Regions from separate parts of the Triticum aestivum genome. Here region 2 is linked to region 1. A link is a contact called in public Hi-C data. All regions are on one chromosome and are shown on one strand. The core of a region is the stretch at or near the end of the contact, and the rest is flanking DNA. Distances in the headings are between cores, read along the strand shown. Region 1 has its middle 12 kb from the start of LOC123113597. Region 2 holds the start of LOC123113598 (myosin-binding protein 7).

Region 1 (6,461 bases), core at 2,114-4,613:
GGCTCCACTGACCAGTAAGTGAGGAGTAGACGCCCGCATGAACACGACCCCGAGAATCATTGTGGACAAGGGCAACACGAAATGGACTTGTTGGTTGTTGGCAGCAAACTTGTTTGCCATCGTTGTCATCAACCACACAAAGCAACGCGGCATTGCTGTTCTTCTCGGTGTACTCCTCCCAACGACTATATTCGGCATTGATTAGGCGGTAGTGTCCGGTCATTGGGTGCCACAGGAGGAACCGACGGCCGTTACGGAGGAGGACACGGCCGTGACAACAATCCATGAACGTCCATGAGTAATTGCCATAATTAGGAAAACAGAAGGATAAGCTAGTGGTGTCGTTGATCTGTACGAATGGGCGGGGAAGTGTTTTGGAGTTGTGGAAGAAACCCATGACCACTGGTGCAACATGGCGTGCATGGCACCGGTGGAGGAAACCAGGAGCAAACACTATGAGGCGCCATGCTTTGCAAACGACGGAGGCGTGGGCAATTGTCTGCAGACTTGGCGGGATTTTCTCCAGGATCCCAGGGTGCAATTCATATGGTATGGTGGGGACCATAACTGCACTATTGGATTAGGTTTGAGATTTAGATCTACAATGCATTGTAAGTAGCCAAAATTTACCTTTTAACTTCTAGTCGATTTTGCTAGTGCATGAGATCCCGCCTTTTTTTTCTTCGTCAACCAAAAGAATCAACTCATTAGCGCCATCGCTAAGAGGATGTGCCAAAGGTGTTGCCTCCAACAAGAGAGAGACCGCCAACAAAGTGATTTTACGGTGGCGGCAAATTCCCCTTGATGAAAAATTCCGCGCCTCCTCCTCCCCTCCTCCCGCAATTATCTTTTTGTGGGATGCACCATAGGCATCACCACTCATTGTCTGGAGGCGACATCAACGACCGCCGTGAAAGTGGAGGAAGAGTGCCAACACATAGATCACTTGGAAGAGGGAGATGGGCAGCAAAAAAGATAGATGAGGGTGGATGAAGAGGACGATGTGAGGAATGCGGCGGCGGCGGGATGGAAGGGAGATGGTTTAGGGTTGGGTTCAAGTGGTGTATTTATTGGATACCTGAGCAGATTGTGATGGTTGGATGTGGATCCAATGGCTACAAAATTGTGTGTGCGTTCACACAATATTTTAGGCAACTTTTTTTTGGAAGGTACCATTGAGGCAGACTGTACCAAAAAAACATGTGCTAAACACCGGGCCGGTCCTGAGATTTCAGAGGCTAGGGCGAAACTAAAATTCAAGGCCCATAATATAAAAATCACAATAATATTCAATATACATATTTTTCTATCCACTTTGATATTGGAGGTGCAAGTTTGGGGAATGAACCGTCTAAATTCCTTCAAGATAATGCTTTTGTGGCACCATTACAGAACAAAAAAAATTGATCATTTGAGTTAAGCAAATAAGTTCACAAATAATTTGACGCAGCTTAGGGAGTAGACATCGTCTCATAATCAAGGAATGCAACTATGTACAGTATTCGCCTTCCTTCAGATTCGGTAGGTTTTGTACCATCCACCACATTTTCTTCATTTACTTATATTTTTAGTTTTTGATTGACAAAGTGTACATTATGGTATAACTCAGAATCAAACATGTGCTTCGACCTACTTTGCGCTACTAACATCTGCTACACTACATAAGTGTCGTGCCTTGTGTAAATATATCCTATTGACAAGGACACACTTTGACTTGCTAGTAGCGTCAACGGTGCCGACAAATAACGATTCATAATCGAACAATAAGGTCAGGGCTCCTAATTTTGCAATGCTAAGTGAAAATCCTGCCAATTTTTATCAGCCCAGAGGAAGGAAGGGTAGAAATAGGTAGTAACACCGAGCACAAATCTTGGTGTTAGAAACTTTCTAGAAGGTTTCTGACTGGTTCATGTCTTATTTTTTTTCTTGTTGTTTCTTTTAGCATTTTTTCTGTTTATTTTCCAATTTATTTTATTTTTAAAAATATTTGCTTTCTAAAAAATGATTGATTTTTTGAATTTAAGAAACGACCATTTCTCAAAACTTGTTCAGAAATTCAAAAAATGGGTCTTAGAAAAATGTCCGCATTTACAAAAAATGGGGATTTAAAAAAATTATTGTTTTCAAAATTTGTTACAAATTTTAAAAATGTACCCATTTAAAAAAATTGTTTGGAAAGATTTTTAAAATTTCATGTTTTAAAAAGTGGTTGGAATTTTCAAAAATAATAATCATAGTCTCAAAAAATGTTCCATAATTCAAAAAATGACCGTGTTCCCAAACAATGTTCATAAATCTCAAGATTTGTTTGCTTTTTAAAATGTTCAAAATAAGAAGTGACTAAAAATAGGTTGTTGCAGTAACCCAAGGCTACCGTGTCCGGTTTGCTACATCGGGGCGCTAAAATGAACTAGATAGCTACAGACCTACAACAGTAGGAGTCGCTAGAACGGATCGGTCTGCTATAGTGTACCATGTGCTACAGGTGCAGTAAATGGGTTGGTCCAATCATGGCTCATTGTGGGTGGAGGTCCCTATTAGACGTTGAGTGCGGAGAGCTCCTCGCTGGCGCCTTATGCGCCAGTAGAGGAAACGACCGCCCGTGCGCCTGGCTATGTGGACCGGCCCAATAACGAGCCGACGAGCTCGCGCACGATGAGCACTTCTCTGCTTGATCTTTTCGTTACTGAAGAGAAAAAAACAGTTCGATCGTTTTGTTGTTGACTTTCGAGAAAAATGTCAGAATTTCAGAAAACAGAATTCAAAAAACAAAATGCTCATGGATCTAAAAAGTTCATTGATTTTCAGAAAAGTTCATGGATTTAAAAAAAGTTCATGAATTTGAAAAAAAGTTCATTGATTTGAAAAAAGTTCACAAAATTTTGTAAAAAGTTCATTGATTTTGAAAATAGTTCATCAATTTTGAATGAAGTTCAACGATTTTGAAAAAAAAATCATCGATTTTGAAAAAGGTTCATCTACTTTCAAGGAAAAAGTTCACGAATTTTTAAAAAGTTCATGGATTTTGAAAAAAGTTCACGAGTTTCTTTCGCAATTATTTTCACGAATTTGGAAAAGGAAAGGAAAAAAAGAACAGAGAGAAAAAACGAAGAAAGAAGAAGAAATAGATTAAAAGGCCGAACAACTCACCATATGAACACATAGGGTCTGTTGTCGGGTTGGTTGTGGCGTCGTATTCTTTACAAGAACGTCGCGGGTTCGAATCCTGCCATGCACACCCTTTTTGCAGTTTACAGAAGTCAGAAAAAAAGGCGGAAGGAAGCGGGATGGGCCGGCCCGTTATCCAACCAAGCGGTTCAGGAGGGGTATGCGCCCTGTACCAAATGCACTGTATTCGGCGCCTTCATTCTGCGTCCAACAGAAACTCGACGCATACGCGCCATGCACGACTGGGCCGGCCCATCGACGCGAAAGCCACATGTGTTTCCTGTACCGCACGCGACCTAAAAAAAACCAACCAAGCGGTACAGGAGGGGTATGCGCCCTGTACCAAATGCACTGTATTCGGCGCCTTAAGCGCCGAATAGGATTTGGCTTGAGTGCGTCATAGAGACATCCAGCACGACTCATTATGCGTCAAACAGAAGGGGTATGCGCCCTGTACCAAATGCACTGTATTCGGCGCCTTAAGCGCCGAAATAGGATTTGGCTTGAGTGCGTCACAGAGACATCCAGTACGACTCATTCTGCGTCAAACAGGAGCTCGACGCATACGCGCGATGCACGACTGGGCCGGCCCATCGACACGAAAGCCACATGTGTTTCCTATACCGCACGCGACCTAAAAAAACCCAACCAAGCAGTACAGGAGGGGTATGCGCCCTGTACCAAATGCACTGTATTCGGCGCCTTAAGCGCCGAATAGGATTTGGCTTGAGTGCGTCATAGAGACATACAGTACGACTCATTCTGCGTCAAACAGAAGCTCGACACACACGCGCGATGCACGACTGGGCCGGCCCATCGACGCGAAAGCCACATGTATTTCATGTACCACGCGCGACCTAAAAAAGCCCGACAACCAGCTTGGCTACGCTAGGATTCAATCCCACCATCTCACGCACACCACAGAGCATACCACGACCAGCTAGCCACTCTGACCACAAAGGTGCTACTGAATACTCCCTTCGTCTAGAGATATTTGTCGAAGAAATGGATAAAAATAGGTGTATCTGGAACTTAAATACGTCCAGATACATTCATCCCTGCGATAAGTATTTCTGGACAGAGAGAGTATTTAAGCGCGAAAGACTATAACAACATTCAAAAGGGTTGAGATTTTAGAATAAATATTTTAGAAACATTTCTTCACAAGTTCAAAAAATTCGAAATGCCACAAATATTTTCTTACAATCTAAGCTTATTCTCGAAAAAAATGTGAAAAAAATTTCTAATCCGAATTTAGAAAAAATGGACATTTTTTTACAAACCCTAACAGTTTTCTAAAACGTGAATTTTTTTGGAAAATTAGAAACTTTTCTGACATTGTGTTTTTTTTTGAATAACAAGAAGCATTTTCCGAAATTCTTGAACATTTTTTGAAGCCCAAACATTTTCCTGAAAATTGTGAGCAAATTTTGGAAATGAGAACATATTTTGAAAATCCTGTACATTTTTTGAAACATAAACATTTTATGAATGACATTCTAAACATATTTTGATAAAGAGAACATTTTTTTAAAACATGAACATAACAAAGATAACATTTTTTTAAAACATGAACATAACAAAGATTTGAAAACGAGAACATTTTTTAAATATTTTTTAAATTGTGATCAAAATTTAAAGCAAGAACAATTTTTGAAATTCCTGAAAGACGTTTTGAAACATGAACATTTTTTGAAATTGTGAATAAAATTTGAAAACCGGAATCTTTAATGAAATTCCTGAACATTTTTTTAAAGCATGAACGTAACTAATATTTGAAAATGAGAACATTATTTTGAATTTAGTGAACATTTTTTAAATTGTGAAAAAAAGAACAAGAACATTTTTTGAAATTCCTGAAAGACTTTTTAAAAAATGAACATTTTTTGAAATTGTGAACAAAATTGGAAAATGGGAGCATTTTATGAAATTCCTGAACACTTTTTCAAAACATGAACGTAACAAATATTTGAAATGAGAACATTTTTTCAATTTATGGAACATTTTTTTGAAACACAAACAGTTTCTTAAATATTGAACAAAAATTAAAACAAGAATATTTTTTGAAATTCCTGAAAGTCTTTTTGAAACACGAACATTTTTTTTGAAATTGTGAAGAAAATTTGAAAGCAGGAACATTTTATGAAATTCCTGAACAATTTTTCAAAACATGAACATAACAAGTATTTGAAAACGAGAACAATTTTTTGAATTTACCACACATTTTTTAAATCGTGAACAAAACTTAAAAGAAGAACATTTTTTAAATTCTTGAAAGACTTTTTGAAACATGAACATTTTTTGAAATTATGAAGAATGTTTGAAAATGGGAACATTTTTTGAAATTTCTGAACATTTTCTAAAGTTGAGAGAAAATTTTGAAAAGAAGAATATTTTAATAAATTTGAATAAATATTTGAAATTTTTAAATAAAAGAAACATGAAAAGAGAAAAACGGAAGAGCAAAGAAAAGAAAAGAAAACAGAAAAATAAAAGAAAATTTTAAATGAAAAATAAAAAGAAATAGAAAAAGAAAAGAAACAAAAAGGAAAAAAAGGAAATGGAAAAAACCGGCTGGGAACCACCTAGAAGATTCCTGATTTTCCTGCGGTCTTCCTTAGCTTTTCGATCAAAAAAATTGAAAAGAAAATTGCGCAAAAAAACATGTTTTTTTTACTTTGGCGAGAGTCATGGTTTTGCTTTCGCGGGAGTCACGGCCGTGCCTCTCGGAAACGAAAAAAACGCATTTTTTGTTTTTTTTTCCTTTCGTGGGAGTCACGGTTTTGCTTCCGCGAGAGGGATGGTTTTGCTTTTGCGAGTGTCACGGCCGTGCCTCTCAGAAACGAAAAAAAATGTATTTTCTGTTCTTTTCGCGAGAGTCACGGTTTTGCTTCCGCGAGAGTCACGACCGTGCCTCTTGGAAACGAAAAAAAAATGAGTTTTTTGTTTTTCTTTTCTTTCGCGAGAGTCATGGTTTTGCTTCCGCGAGAGTGATGGTTGTGCTTTCGCGAGAGTCACGGTCGTGCCTCCTCGGAAACGGAAAAAAACGCGTTTTCTTTTTTTTTTCCTTCCGCGAGAGTCATGGTTTTGCTTTCGCGAGAGGCACGGTTGTGATTTCGTGAGAGGCACGAGCATGCCTCTTTCGGAAAGGGAAAAATCCCGTTCTCCCGGTTCGGTTTTTTCGTCCGGTTTTTCCATGAAAAAAGTTCATCGAAACCTATCAACATGGTATCTAGTTTTGAAGATCTCGACGCGAGGAATCTAATGGCGAAAGCGGTTCGAGATTTGGACGC
Region 2 (6,461 bases), core at 2,299-4,798, 110 kb before region 1:
GGAGGTGTCAAAATGGTGAAGTGGTCGATGTCGAGTCCTTGACAAAGATGAGCGGCGGTGATGTCGATGTCGAACCATTCCTAGTTAGCTGAAACACCCTAGGAAACGATGAACCACAACTCAAATTCTCAAAGACCAAATGTGTCAAAATTTGTCGGAGTGCGAAATGGGTAAGCGATGGTGGCTGTGGAAAGCGATGGTGGCATGCAAGTGCATATGCGGAATGGTGGTAATGGAGTGCGTATGCGAAAGTGGCGGTGGAACGGTGGGGGAAACCGAACTGAAAATATTCAGTTTCGTCAGGTAACGTCGGACGACCGATGCTGGTCGGACAACCGATGTTCGTCGGACGTCCGGTGCCTGGGCGATTTTGGGCACGGGATGAACTCGGGATTTCGAGATGTGGAAGCAAAAATTGGGCAAAAGTGAGCGATTTTGTGGATGCAAAAGGTGGAGATGGTGGGGGAAAGCTAGATCCGCGTGAGGCAAAGCAAATCCACGCATCAAATCCAACAAAACTTCATCACACCAACAAATCACAATTTGGGGGGGGGGGCTATTTCTGTGGAAACTTTTGAAACTGGGGAAGAACACAACAAAACTAGGCTAGAAACAAGGGTAGGGGCTCCAAATTCATGATCAACCAAGGCTCGTGATACCAAAGATGATGTAGGGTGGAACCCTAGATGCCCGATTTGTCACGATTGGAGGGGATCCTACCAAGAACACGAAGAACACGAGGAGAAAACACAAGGAGAGAAATCACTCAAACCAACAAGATTCCATTACACATGTGCTAGATCCTCGAAACACAGAGAGATACACGATCCGAATCCAACAAGGGACGATACAAGTGGCAACTAGTTCATCTCCATGAGGAGGTCTTGAGGGGTCTTCCCATGAAGGGGTCTTGAATCCAAAGTGGATCTTCTTCGAAGAGGGAACGGTCTCTCTCGGAGGAGTAGATCCGGATGGATGAGCAAAGCTCTATCTCACAAATGAGCTAAACCATTGCTAACCCTAGAAAGAGGGAGGAGGAGGAGGTCTATATATAGTCTTAGTGGACGAAAGGGTAAGTGGGCATCGGCCCAACACGCGGGTGGTCACATAGGCGTCGGGCGTCCGATGGTCACCGGTCGTCCGATGGCTCGCGAGGGTCCGAACGTCCGGTCATGGTCGGACGTCCGATGCTCTGGAGCGAGCACGGGCAGGGACTTGGCTAGTCAGTTGGAGCCTCCAGGCATCGGACGTCTGAGAGACGTCGGTCGTCCGATGACTGGGAGTTTCAAGCAGTCCTTCTTCTTGTCCATTGAACTTGGTGTCCTCGCATCTTGTCCATTGGGTGTAGCTGATCCGTGGCTTTCCTCCCAATACCTGATCACACATAGGGTCTCTGCATGAGGTAGTAGCCATTGTCTTATAAATAGAAAATGGAAGTTTGGAGAGGAGCGAGTTCACCTTATCTTCGATAGCCTTTGCTGAGCTCTTGTCATTGGTCCAAGTGGTGTCATGGGAGTCGAAGGTAGGTCCATGGGGATGACCTTGGGATGCTCCGCATCACCTCCCCTATCCTGACATCATGCTGCCACATGACTGGCACTTGGATCCGGAGAGGATCCTAGTGCCAGCGGTGCCGTGGTCGGCGCGGGTGCACGCAGAGGAGGTGCGGCACCATTGGCAGCAGCTGTCGCCGGAGCAGTGCCTCAACCCCGCCAACGCATCAGACTCTCCCGATTGGGAGGTCTGGTTCGCGTTGGAGCACGAGGAGCAGCGTCGGCGCGGCGTCCGCAACGTGGTGGCTGGCACCCCGCCGGCCCTCGTCATGCACGACAAGGACCAGGAGGCGGAGGCCGCCTACCAGGCGGCTCTGGCGGCTGCCCTCTGTGAAAGCGAGGAGGAGGAGCGGCGTAAGGAGGAGGAGGAGGAGGAGGAGGCGTACCAGGTGCGGCTGTCGGAGGCCATGGCGCTCTCCGCTGTCGGCGACTGCGTCGTGCCGCCACTGATGCGGCCATCCCCCGTCAAGACCGAGCCACCGTCGACCCCCGTCAAGACCGAGCACTACACATTGCACGGGTACGTGCGCGAGTGGGTCAGCGCACCCCCCATCTGGCTCGGGGCGACGCCGACGCATGAGCAGATCTACCTGGAGCAATGGCGGCGGCGCAGGCTAGCAGAGGAGCCCCGCGAGGGCGAGCCGCTTGAGCAGTTGGAGCACGATTCGAAGGAGGAGCGTCGTGCCCGGGGTGGGGCAGCCCAGCCGGCGGCGGAGGACGTCACCATAGCCCGGGAGACGGCGTTCCCCTGGGCTGGCCCGGCGCCGACAATCATCGACCTCACTGGCCCCGACGACGACGAGGAGGATGCCTAGGGCAGCGTGCCTCCTTCTAGTTTTTAGTTTTATTAAATGTTTTTACTTAATGTAAAGTGGTCGACATTAATGTTTAATTAATATTTTTTATTTTCAAAATATCGGTGGTGTTTTTTTCGCGCGAACTAAAAAATGGGTCGGGCCACCGCTGGGCACATGCGCCAATCCAAATGCGAATGCGGACATGGGTGTCCATCGGGCCGAACCAAACGGACAAAATCACCGCCTGTTTGGATCGGCCGGTTGGTGTTGCTGTAATAAGTTGTTAACGAAGTGATAATGTTTAGCTAGCTTTGTTTGCTCCAACAATAATCATTTCAGGTATATGTAAACAGGGCCACACCTCAGTGTGGATGATTAGGACACTCTGCAGACAAAAATAGGACAAGACATGCCACGAGGAAGCTGAAGACACCGCCGATCTCGATCGCTAAACCTTCACGTGCACGTCCAATGACGCCACGAGCTATGTCCGCACTCCTCGATCGCACGGACCACGTCATTGACCTCTGCCCCTCTTTCACCATTGACCCCTGCCCTTGACGACGGAACCTTGACCCGAATGGCCGGATCAGGAAACATCAGCCGCCATGAGCCGCCGCGGCGCTGCCTTCCGTCGCCTCGACGCGAGACAAACGACGACGAACAGAAAGATGGCGTGCTACAAAATAAAAATAAAAATGGTGTGGCCAGGACAGGCCAGCTCGCGCGCAAACGTAAAAAATAAATCCGCAGGAGTGGCGGCACATCGTAGACGTAGACGAACCCCCCCCCCCCCCCCCCCCTGCACGATTTCCACGGTTAGTGGCGGCGCACGTAGCAGTAGCGCGACCGTATGCCACTGAATCAATTCCAAGTTCCTTTTTTGCTGTTTATTTTCCCGCGAGAAGTTCCTTTTTTTGTTGTAGCTGAGAAAAACACCACACAATCCTCAAGTTGCCAAGCTAGTGCGCACCTTTTTTATCTCCCTGCTCCTCCTCTGTTCTTCCCCAAACGCGCGAGGGAAAGGCTAGATTAAACCAAATCAAATCAAATCGTGAGTGGCGGCCGCTTCATTCTTTTTACGGTTTCTTTCCGCGCGGGCGACGTGGAAAGCTCACCGGCGTGATGCAATGATGATGCCGGCCCACCCGCTTATTCCCAGCTCCCTTAATCTAATCGTACCACTATCCGGATCATTTCCGATCGATCGAATTATTGAGCACTGTCGCTGCCGCTGGCCTCTTCCAGCCTAGCTCAGCTCAGCTCACGTCCCGTCCAACTCACGCCACCCCACCACTCCCCGCCTTTCCCCTCCCCCTTCCCTCCCCGCCGAAAGGGACCTTCGCCGGCCGTCCGACCCCACCCACGGCGGCCGCGCTGACGCCGCCGGCGGCGGGGGCCGGGATCCGGGGCTGGGGATCGGATCCCGCGGGGCACATACATGCTGCCCCCATGGACCAGCTCGCGGACCCCTCCCCCTCCTCGTCATCCTGCTCCCCGCAGGAGTCGCGGCGGTCGGTGAAGCGGAGGCCGCCGCCCGCGGGGTCCCCGGAGCCGTCGCCGAGGGCGGGCGCCGGAGGAGCGGGCGCGGCGGAGCTGCTCCGGCGGGTTGAGGAGCTGGAAGCGGCCGCGGCGCGGCTGGCGATGGAGAAGGAGGCGGCCGAGGAGTCGGCGCTGGGCCTGCAGGGCGAGCTGGAGGCCGAGCGGGCCTCGGCCGAGACGGCGGCCAGCGAGGCCATGCTCATGATCGAGCGCCTGCAGCGGGAGAAGGCCGCGGCCCAGATGGAGGCCCGCCAGTTCCGCCGCTACGCCGAGGGCCGCGCCGACCACGAGCGCGAGGTGCAGGAGGAGCTCGCCTCGCTCTCCGACCTCGCCGCATCCTACCACTCGCGCCTCCAGTCCCACGGGATCGACCCCGACACCTTCTCCGACGAGGAGGACGAGGAGCTCTACGAGGAGCAGCGCGGCCACGCGGACCAGATCGACGACCTGGTCTCGCCCGAGGCAGAGGGGGACGGCGCCGACTTGTTAGTCACTGCTGGCATGGAGGTGAAAGCCATGGTCGAGGAGGAAGAGCAAGAGCAATCCACTGCCCCTGTGGAGAAAGAGTTCGAGTACACGGTGGATGTCAGGTGCGCGAGCCCGACGATGGCGGCCGTGGCGGTGGTGGGGGAATACGTGGGGGATGTAGCCGGCAATGCAGGGGGTTTATATGCGAGGGTGGAGGCGCTGGAGGCGGACAGAGCGGCAATGCACAGAGAGATTGCGGCGCTCCGGGCGGAGAGAGCACAGTTGGTCATGGCAAGGGAGATGGCTCGTCGACTCTGCTGGGAAGTGGTCTCTGAGAGGAAAAGCATTGTTAAAAAGGCTGTTGTCCCGGCGAAGAGATTCTCGGCTTTAGGAATTTGCAAGGTATAATTGAGTTCGCTCAACATTGGGTCATTATTAGTAAGTTTGTAAATTCATTATGCCTTAGCAAACATCGTTCGTGCATTTGCTAATCTCATCAGGTGCTAACTTCAGAATATTGGTGCTAAATTTGGAGCCTAGCACATTTGTAGAATTTAGTTGCATTGCATGTGATTGATGGATTTAGTTTGGGAGATTTTGGTTGTGCCTCGCATGAAATGCATTGCAAATCTTGGCTGGGCGCGGGAGCGGCACAGAATCAGAATTTTGACATTTCTTAAACTTCGTAAAATGAACTGAATTTTTTATTTCTTTTGAATTGAAGCAGCAAGGCACCAGTGAGTACTCTAAACTATTTTTAGGGTGCTGATGATTTGCCGTTGTTTCTTTGTTAAGTTGATGCCATATGATGTGTTTATAAGCGATTTCAACATTTGCAGCTAGATTGAGTGCATGAACTTGCTTTGGAAGTGTGATTATCAGCTTCTGTACTCTTTGTTGTTTACACGAACTTGATGTTTATTAAAACATTGAGTTGACAATTTAGTGACTGGGCTGCGTATATTTATATTTGGAGATGCTCAGGATTTAGTTTGTGTCTCTTATTAGGAGAGAATAAAAGTACTTCTCGTTTGGTGGATTCATTTTTAGCTACGTAGTACATTTGGGAGACTATGTGCTTAAGGTTCTAATTTTAGTACACTGGAGAGTTGCACACTTGCAGAATAGTTGCGTTGCATGTGATTAATATATTTAGTGCAAGATTTTGGTGGTGGCCTAGATGAAATTGGATTTTGAAAGTTTGGCTGCGTGGGAGATAAACCTGATAAATGAAATTACTGTAAGTTATTTTTTATATCATCATCGTGTGTGTTCGGTCAAAGTTAATATACCATCCCCAATGTTTTTAGTACAAAATGTTGCTTGAGATGCCTAAATGGTGTGCCGCAGCAATTATATTCTTCTCTCTCATATGCATATAATACACACTTCAGTAGTAATCCATCGTGGTCATTAATAATTGAAATTTAAACGACAGTGATGATTATTGATAAACAAATTTGTGAAGTGAATAGAGTTCGTTTACCAAAGGTATGTCAAATGCTAACAATACTTCAGCTAATACTTGTTCACAACTACAGACTGAACTCCTTTTCTTGTTAACCTTTCATCTAGACATGGTAGTAATGAGATACAATGGCACTTGAAAATATATGTTGCATGATATGTCTGTTCTGTTTTTCTGTTGCGTTATTTGGAGCTGAAACTTGGAAAAGGAAACCATTATATAATAGAGAGTATTTTGTTTATTTTTCAACTGCCTTTGCTAATTCCATCTGAATTTTTCATGTCCACCCTTGAGTAGTTCGGTATTCCATAACATTGCCACTGTTCTCATCCTTGAGAAATTAACAATTTTTATATCTTTGCTGCAGTGGTTGCTCTCCGTAATCTTCTGGAGAAGAAGCTCTACTACCAGGTAGTTCTATACCATGAATCGTTCTGAACCTATGATTATCCTTCTTCGCTCTTTTGCAACCCTAAACTGCGGCCATGACTACTCCACAGGTATACGTTCGGCTTGTCGACCACGTTCCTTGGCCTCCTGCTGCTCCTCGACAGATCCACCACGTTGAGTCCATGGCGGCGCCTGCATAGGCCACAGCAATGACCACGGCCTCCGCCATCCCGTAGCCAAACA

The links. Hi-C and Micro-C count contacts between places; a contact is called where the count stands out from the background.
Region 2: a contact with region 1 is called in a Hi-C map of leaf, with 3 times the contacts expected there. The contact joins the promoter of LOC123113598 here to the enhancer-like site in region 1. A contact is called at or near these places in 2 of 5 Hi-C or Micro-C datasets (both in leaf).

The regions. Positions count from the first base shown.
Region 1 is chr5B:608,001,528-608,007,988 of IWGSC CS RefSeq v2.1, reverse strand. No RefSeq gene overlaps it. Among protein-coding and RNA genes, the nearest start is that of LOC123113597, 12 kb to the right of the region's middle. Within about 2 kb of position 3,363, at least 6 of the 8 cell types and tissues checked have an H3K27ac peak or open chromatin away from gene starts, as enhancers often do. A contact at or near this core is called in leaf, where this site is marked.
Region 2 is chr5B:608,115,936-608,122,396 of IWGSC CS RefSeq v2.1, reverse strand. LOC123113598 (myosin-binding protein 7) reads left to right here and starts at 3,548. Exons shown (of 3, transcript XM_044534893.1): 1 at 3,548-4,762; 2 at 6,196-6,239; 3 at 6,329-6,461. The coding sequence starts at 3,803. The coding sequence ends at 6,431.